Regions from separate parts of the Mus musculus genome. Here all the other regions are linked to region 2. The links are chromatin contacts, called in public promoter capture Hi-C maps. All regions are on one chromosome and are shown on one strand. Each heading gives the region's core, a stretch centred on a gene start, on an enhancer-like site or on the middle of the called end of the contact. The rest is flanking DNA. Distances are from core to core; before and after follow the strand shown. Region 1 holds the start of Nr6a1 (nuclear receptor subfamily 6, group A, member 1). Region 2 holds the start of Strbp (spermatid perinuclear RNA binding protein). Region 3 overlaps Nr6a1 (nuclear receptor subfamily 6, group A, member 1).

What was found. Promoter capture Hi-C pulls out the DNA fragments that hold promoters and counts their contacts. Capture Hi-C pulls out chosen DNA fragments and counts their contacts.
Region 1: a contact with region 2 is called in a promoter capture Hi-C map of adipose tissue, with 5 times the contacts expected there. The contact joins the promoter of Nr6a1 here to the promoter of Strbp in region 2. A contact is called at or near these places in 1 of 39 promoter capture datasets (neural stem cells) and 2 of 9 other capture datasets (adipose tissue and liver).
Region 3: a promoter capture Hi-C map of liver shows a contact between it and region 2, with 3 times the contacts expected there. The contact joins the enhancer-like site here to the promoter of Strbp in region 2. A contact is called at or near these places in 5 of 39 promoter capture datasets (the C10 cell line, cranial neural crest, liver and 2 more), 1 of 484 Hi-C or Micro-C datasets (muscle stem cells) and 1 of 115 datasets of contacts at active chromatin or transcription factors (astrocytes).

The regions. Positions count from the first base shown.
Region 1 is chr2:38,925,186-38,927,941 of GRCm38.p6, reverse strand. Nr6a1 (nuclear receptor subfamily 6, group A, member 1) reads left to right here and starts at 1,481. Exons shown (of 11, transcript NM_010264.4): 1 at 1,481-1,824. The coding sequence starts at 1,725.
Region 2 is chr2:37,701,953-37,704,652 of GRCm38.p6, reverse strand. It overlaps Strbp (spermatid perinuclear RNA binding protein), which reads left to right and starts at 1,308. Exons shown (of 18, transcript NM_001379315.1): 1 at 1,308-1,461.
Region 3 is chr2:38,822,695-38,825,394 of GRCm38.p6, reverse strand. All of the region lies in intron 3 of Nr6a1 (nuclear receptor subfamily 6, group A, member 1), which reads left to right. It overlaps Nr6a1os (a long non-coding RNA gene), which reads right to left. Exons shown (of 7, transcript XR_866167.2): 1 at 1,826-2,700. Among named protein-coding and RNA genes, the nearest start is that of Nr6a1os, 8.1 kb to the right of the region's middle. Within about 2 kb of position 1,339, at least 311 of the 459 cell types and tissues checked have an H3K27ac peak or open chromatin away from gene starts, as enhancers often do. A contact at or near this core is called in astrocytes, liver, muscle stem cells and 2 more, where this site is marked.

The sequences.
Region 1 (2,756 bases), core at 232-2,731, 1.2 Mb before region 2:
AGGTGTGGGAGCTTTAAACCACACAGCATTAGTGTCAATCTCTCATAACAGCTGCTGGCACAGACTAAGGATGGACCAGGCCAATTAATATTGATAATGGAAAGTGCAGGAAGGCTTGGCAGAGCCTTCTCAATAGCAGGTAAGGGAAGAGGCATGGGAGCAACGTGGGCAGGAATCGGAACAGGTTAGATTTCATAAGCCAAGTAAAGACTTCTAAACAATTAAGTAAAGAATGACTCACAAGAGCCAGAGGATTCCAGGGGCACATGGGGCAGAATGAAGTGACAGAATGAAACCGCTTCGATACGGCCCATTAGAGGAAAGCCCAGCAAAGCACCAGAGTTCTTTGATTTATAGTAAGCTAGATAGCATTTAAGTTCTAGACTGAAACTTAATAAGTCTTTTCCTAAGGGAGGTGTGTGTGTTGTATAGTGTGTGTGTGTGTGTGTGTGTGTGTGTGTGCGCGGGTTGTGTAGTGTGTGTGTGTGTGTGTGTGTGTGTGAGAGAGAGAGAGAGAGAGAGAGAGAGAGAGAGAGAGAGAGAGAGAGAGAGAGAGAGAGAGAGAACGCGCGCGGGGCATTTCTGAAAATCACCACCACCCCTAATCCTGAGAGCCCCATGGCCGCGCGCCACCTGGTGGCAGCGGGAGGTGGGCCCTGGAGGAGGAAGGGGAGAAAATCCAGGATTTTATTTGGTGGGAACTTCTGTAAACTGAGGCGATAGCGTGTATGTGAGAGTTGGTCTCTTATCACTGGATCCGATTCTTATTACACCTCTCATTTTTGAGACAGGTATACTGAACAGGAGTGGGAAGGGGAACACTCCGGGAAAGGGACATTCTTAAAACAGAACTCTTTAAGACACAAGGAGTCAGGGGTCTCAAGTTTTCTTTGGTGGCATCAGTGGAAGTGATCTTAGTTTGTCCATCTGTTCTATGGGCAGGGTGCGGGGAATGAAAGAGGAGGAAGAGAAACTTTAATCTTTCCCGCCCACCCGGAGGTAAAGGGGCTTTAAACACTTCTCCGGAAAGCAGAGTTGTATAGATTCTATTTGCATACGAACGCAGTCACCTCGGGTTAAACTCGGGTCCTTTAATCTCTGGTCCAATTTGTCGCTCAGCCCGGGAGGAAAGCCCTCATGAGTACCTACACACCCCGCCCCCTGGGGCCTTCCCCCACAGGGCTGGGCTTGGTTGCACGTGCTCACCCGGTTCCCGGTGGATACGCCTCCTTGGAAAGGCTCATTATTAGTGTGGGGAAATAGTTGGAATCATAGAGCACTATGATCACGAATAAGTTACAATAGAGAGAAAACTCTGACATAGCCGTTTATTATATTAATATATTAGAAATTTTATTAGAGTTTGTAATAGTGATAGGTTTGGGTTCTCCCTACTTAGGTCTTCCTGTTTTTTTTCCATCACCCCTTTATTTGGTAGAGTCCCGTGTGGGCAGCCTCGTTGGGAGGACTACATTTCCCAGAATTCCTCACGGGCATGTGCGTGGCAGCGGCGCGTGACGTCAGAGGAGGGAGCTGGCCAGTGCTGAGGGGGCGCGGCGCGGAGGGGCGCGGAGCCGGGCGGCTCAGGGGCCCAGAGAGTGCGGCGGCCGAGAGCCTGCCGGCCCCTGACAGCCCCCTCCCCCCGTGGAAGACCAGGACGACGACTACGAAGGCGCAAGTCATGGCGGAGCAGCGAAGCCCGAGAGGGCCCTGAGCACCGCCGCATGGAGCGGGACGAACGGCCACCTAGCGGAGGGGGAGGCGGCGGGGGCTCGGCGGGGTTCCTGGAGCCGCCCGCCGCGCTCCCTCCGCCGCCGCGCAACGGTGGGTAAGGGGCCTTCTGAGCCCGGGCGGTGCCAACGCCCGCGACCCCCTCTTTCTCTAAGCTGACTCTAGCTCCGGGATGCCGGGCAGCTCCTCAGTGAGGACTCCACCCTGGGCTCGCACTCTCCAGGCAGGGTCCCCGGTCCCCTCTGCTCGGACCCTCCCCTCCCCCCGTCCCCTCTGCGCCAACCCTTTCTCCTCCCCCAGGAGGCCCTGGTGCACGGAGCACCCTCTCTTCCTTCACCAGGGAGCTCGCAGACTCCACACCTTTGCGCCCTGCACCTATCCTGGAGCGTTTTCCTCCTCCACTGTCCCGAGCTTCCTCCCAGCCCGTGAGCCTCCGCCTCTGGGCAGACCGGTAATGGTCCTTCTCGGACCTCGGTGCTCACTCCTGTCCCCTGGCCTTCCTTTACTCAGACTCATTCTTCTAGGCGACGACTTTCTGCTGGCTCAGGTCTCCAGCGGGATCCTGGGGCACCGGGACACCTGCCTTTTCCCGGCGTTTGCCGGACGCTTCCCGCGCCGCCCAGCCTATCTCTTCCGGGGTGCTGAGAATTCCTCACCTGGCCCGGCCGCTTGCGTCCCCTTGTTCCCAGCCCAGTCCTCAGGTTCCTCCGGGCTGGCTCTCGCTCCCTCCCTGGCTCAATGTTTTATTTGTTTCTGTTTGATATCCCCCCCCCTCGGTGTTTGCGGCGGAATGTTTTTATTGGTAAAGTGTAAGGAGCTTTTGTGAGGTCGTAAAAGGTGAACTTTTGAACTTGGAAAGCGCCCTGGAGCAATTAGCGCAGGCGATAGCCCCGGGAGGCCTGCATTACAAAGGGTGCTCGTTGCGGCAGGCCAACGCTCCCGCGGCAAACCCGATTTATTTATTTATTTGCCCTGCCTTCCACCTTTCACATCTCCTCATTTCCGAATAAAGGGCAGGCTCTCAG
Region 2 (2,700 bases), core at 59-2,558:
TCTAAGTATTAACATATTCTGTGAATGAAGTACTGAGGTCATATATTTTGGTAGTGCTGTGGATGCAACCCTGGACTTTGTCCATGTCAGGCAAGTATTATTGAGAATCATTTCCAGTCCAGAGCTGTTAATATTTGAGTCTGGTACAGGAGCAAGATGAGAAGGGGACCTACCAGGGGGAGTGTGGGAGGTCAGTCCCCTACTGTCTGCTCAAATTAAGTGGGGTTCTTTGCTAGGTTTGCTTTAGGCTAAGGACCTTGACTTATTCTTCAGTGCATTCTAGCACCCTGCCGAGTGTGGAGCATGCAACACACACTAAGCATGGGCTGAACCCCCTGGGAGAATGCTAGGCACTAAGAAGATGCCAACGTAGAGCTGTAAAATAAAACTTGAACCTTTTATTTCTTTCCCAGTACCACCGTTGGAACAAAGTGGGTAGGTGTTTAGCTAGACTACTCCAGACCTAAGGAGGGAAATAAGGAGGGAAAGGATTTCCCGGGCCATTAAGGGTGGAGTAGGGAGAGGAGATTTTGATTTTTGTTCAGTGCTTGCTATGTGCCAGGAAAATTCATATCTATTGTTTTATGCCATCTGCTCAACGGCTCTTAAATAGGAATTACAGTTTTAGTTTTTGTGAAGTGGAAACTGAAGCTCGAGCGGTTCGGTAACTTGGCCAAGGTCACACAACCGGCAAGTGGGAGGGGGAGCGAATCAAGGAGGGATCGGAGTCTCTTACTCAGCCAAGGTACTGCCTGCCCCTCCTCCACCCGGGAGGCATTGCGGCGCTTACTCCGTTAGCGTAAAGGCCGAGGCTGGAGCTGGAGAAGCATCCCGCACCGGGACGCAGAACCTGGGGAAGCCGGCTCTCATTGCGGCCGGGAGCAGCTCTCAGAACCTGCAGTTACGAAGTTAATGCGCGCTTAGCTCTTTTCAGCAGTTGGCCTCCGCCCAGCAACGCTTACCGCCGCAGGCACAGCGGGGCTCAGGTACGGTTTGCGGCCCGGGCTAGGCGCCGCGAGGTGGGCGGGACGCAGTTTACGTAAGCGGTCTCGCAGGTGCAGGCGGCGGCCGCGGGCCTGAGCGCCCTGCGCGCTCCCAGGTGCGCAGTTGACGCAGGCGACAGCGCGGCGCGGCGGCGGCGGGCGCTGGCCGGAGCTCTCAGGTGCGGCAGAGCGCGCGTGCAGGGGGCGCGCGGAGGGCGATGGGGCGGGCTTTCCGTTCCCCAGCAGCCGCGGGCCCCGCCCCCTGGATCGGCCAATGGGCGTGCTCGGCGGCGTCACGTGCTTGCCGCCGCCGCCGCGGTCGCTGCCGAAGCCGAGCTCGGATCCGCGAGCGCCACCAAGGCAGCAGCCGCCGCAGCCGCCGCCGCTGTGCTGAGGAGCCGGAGACGCGGGCGGACGAGGTGGCGGCGGCGGCGGAGCGGGAGCGGGGAGCGGACGCGGGCGGAGCGCGGCGGCGCGGGTAGGCTGCGGCGGGGCCGGCGCCTGCGCGGCGGGCCGTCCCGGGCGGGCGGCGGTTGAGGCGGCGGTTGAGGCAGTTGGCGGAGGCTGCCCGGGCCCCGCATTGTTTGTTGTGCGTCCTTAGCAGCGGCGGCGGCTGCTGAGGCGAGGAGCGCGGCGCAATCCCAGCCCCGCGGCTTGAGCTTTGTGGTCGCCGCCGCGGTACCCGGCCGGTCCGCGTCAGGACTGCGGGTCGCCTTGCTTGCTTTCGGGGTCGGGGTCGCGGGTCCCGGCCCTGAACCTCCCGAGGGCGTGGGCAGCGTGCGGGGCGCCAGCTCTGGGGAGGTGGGAGGGTTCCGGACTCGGGGCAGGTGCTGGAGGACGTTGCGGGCAAGAGCTGGGGAGAGGCTCGGGGGGCGGGCACAGGGTGTGGGCAGATTTGGGTGTAAGGGAGCGTTGAGGGACCCGGCCCCACGGTGACCAGGGCCTCAAGGGCACGCCTGGGGGACCCATGGGGGCCTAGGTCGGGCTCGAGAGGGAAGGAGGACGTTCCGTTTGGGGATTCGGATGGGTGTGTAGGGGGATTTGGGGCGGGCAGGGGCAAGTGAGGTGGTGGAGGGAGGGACAAGATGGGCACCTCTAGGCAGAAATGGAAGGAGCAGATGCCCTGGTTAGCGCTGCTTGTGAGGGGCAGAGAATGGGGCAGGCAGCGGGAAGGCCACCGGACGCCTGAAGGGAAATGGCGGAGGAGGGGTCCGTAGCTGGGAGTGTGGCGAGCAGGCTGAGCCCCAAAAGATGGAGGGAAGGAGTGTCAGAGGAGGGGGTTCTCTCAAATGGTGGCGGTTGAAATTGAGGGTATTCAGGCAGGAGATGTCTGTCTGTGTGTGTGCGCCCAGGACGTCAGGAGTTCCCTAGTGAGTATCTGGCTGGGAAGTATGGAAGGAGACAGGAAGGGGTTGACAGGCTTGGGGAAAATGGCTTGGTTCTGTATTCAGGGTAGAGGAGGATAGAGCAAGTGGGAGGAGGAGTGGTTTACACAGGTACTGAGTTTGAGGGCTTTGGGAGAGAAATGGGGATAAGGAGGTTATGTGGAGGTTTTAGGTTGGGTGGAGAGAGATGTCAAGGCAGGAGGTGTGTGTAGCAGTAAAAGGGCAGCAGAAGTGAGTGAAGCGGAGGGTGTTTGTGTGAGAAATTCTAGTGGGCACCAGCAGAAGAGGAAACCTTGAGGTTGGGAGCACCCTGGAAAGGGATGGGGTGTGTG
Region 3 (2,700 bases), core at 90-2,589, 1.1 Mb before region 2:
GTAACTTCCTGTTCTCTGAATTCTGCATCTTTCTGCAGCTCTGAGCTTTGTGTTCCCCAGCCTGCGACTGTGTGCTAACAAATCACTATTGTCCAGTGGGGCGAATGTGGCTGGAACTAAAGAATTGCTGTCTGGTTTCTATTCAAATCCAGGTAGTGAGATACATGAATGGACTTTTCGAATCGTCATGTGAATAACGTCTGCTCGGCATGAGAGCTCAGAGCCACGCTAGGCAAGATTAACTCCTAGGCTGCCCAGTAACACTCTGCGGTAGGAGCTAAACCATTAGAAAGAAGCGTCTGACACATGCTTAATTCTCCATTTCCTAAGTTGGGCTAGGTGTTAAATTATTTAACTGGTTTTTTTAAGTGTTCCTGAACTTTGGGAAACATGCCAGATTAGGTGTGTGTTTTTTTTTTTCCACTTAGAATAATGTTATATTGTCTGAAAAGTTTTTTCTAGCATTTTTTATATTATAAAGTTACTTGATTGCACATAAACAAAAGTAAGAGACAGCTGCTTTTCTCAAGGAACTAGTCCTTTAAACTGCTTTCCACCCCACAAAGGGAAACCATCCCCGCCCTTTTTAAAAAGTACTTTCTTATTACTTCAAATATTTTCCCCAAAGCCCACATCTATACAAAGAAAATCGAGCTTCACATGTAACATAAAAATCAAAGAAAACAAGTTGCCTTCAAATTAGGAACCCACCTAAGTTATACCAGAATTGGTTAATCTTTTTTAATTATAGGTTTAAAATGGTACTATAATTTACAATTCTCATTTATCTATAAACAGTTATTTTAAGTATCTTCAATATACCTGAAAAAGAAAATCTCGATAGGATTGCGTTTACATTTCTCCTCTCTCACAGGTACTATGAAATGGAGAGAGAGCCTTTTATGTTTCTTTTTGTCTTAAACTCAGACAGCTTTGTAAGCAGTAGTGTGTAGATTACAAGAGTTAGACAAAAGCAGGCGAGACTGAGAAGAGTGGAGGGGGGGTTGCTTGGGGCACTTCCTGTCACTCAACACATTCCAGATCACTAAAAAATTTCCACACACTGCATTCCCTCTTGCCCACTCAAGTTCCCAGTATTTTCTGATTCTGTGTGCTGCTGGTGTCTCTTGTGCTCCTTTCTTTCCATGGCTCTGCTAAGACTGCTTCAGGGGACACACATTCCTTTAGATTATACAAAGCATAGCTTGGAAAATGGCTGGCAGTTTCAGAATCTAGTCACGATTGCACGCATGAGCACCTCACACATCCATGCCCCCTTTCCCCCCTCCCACCTCCGCAGCTGGCTGACCTGTCTCACCCGCTGCTGGCCTATCGAACGGCCAGGACTGTCTGGTTTTGGCTCATGCCTTTGTCCATGTCTGGCTTAGTTCCTCTCTGTCTATGCTTGCCTTTACCCCCAACGCCCCAGGCGGCACAAGTGTTTGGCCATGCAAAACTACGGATAGAAAAGGTGGTAAAAACTTCAAACTTTGCTAAATTTTCTAACAGTTTATTCTTTTGTTAATTTCTGCCTTATTTAAATATTGTTTTAAGAAAAACAAATAGAAAATTAATTACCTAAAGGCAAAGAATGCAAAGCAACCTTTGTGTTCCTTATAATAACTGACTTAATAACTCTGCAGCTGCGTTATGGGGAGCGTATAAAGCTTCTGTTCCGAGAACAAAGGAGCACGTGCAGAAATGAGCCGAAAAAATCAGTGACAGCATTTCACTACACAAATTACTGAAAAGGTTTTAGTCAAAGCCTCTCAACAGATGCAATTTTAAAATGGTTTTTAGCTGGAAAAAAAATGAAAGTGCTTACCCGGTAAAAGAACCGAAGTAGTCCTGAACTGTTACGTAAGACTTTCTACAGTTGGATCTTTGTCAAAAGGGGAAGGGGGTGATAGAAGAAAGCAGCAACAACAAAAAAGTTGGAGCTGCTGTGGCTAGAGGACAACTTCTGTGCTTCCAGATAGGATTCTTGCTGTAGAAATGGAACTTCAGCCAGCACAGCATCCTGTCCCAGTAGAAAAATGAGTTTGTCAGTTTAAAAAAAAAAAAAAAAAAAAGATCCTGGAGCCCAGGCTAGACAAGGTATTGAACCGCACCAGGTTTCCTTGCAGCCCTGTCTGCTTAGCTCGCATTGAACTATATATGACCCAGATGATGGACAGAAGCACATTCAGTCATGTGCACACTGGAAGAAAGCGGATTTGCTGGTCCCCGCCAGGGCAGGGGTTTGTCTTCTGATTGGGCTGTGCCCTGATCGGTGAAATGTGAAGCCCTCACCATTCAGAGGCCATAATTCAGGACTGGCAGTTTGAGTGTCTGGCTGCTTCTAGTCACTGAGAGAGACTTTGTAGGTGTTGCTTTTGTTTGATGGCATGACCCACGGAGTAGTTGCTTACACCTTATATACATGTCGGGGGAACTAGTCTTTCTAAAATACAATAATGCAGCTGATGCCACAGTTCTAAGCCAGCCTATTGTTGATAAATTGTGCTGTAACTAAACTAATTGTTTGATTTAGCCAGCTTCCTCTCCAGACCATGGACCTGATTTTGCAGTTTGATAAGGTAATTATAAAAGTGGTGTTTGAAGCAGAAATGGTGTGTTCCTGTAGTAAGTCTAGCATTTGAGAGGCAGAAGTAGGAAAGATTGTGAGTTTTAGGCCAAATTTAGCTACATAGTAGCATA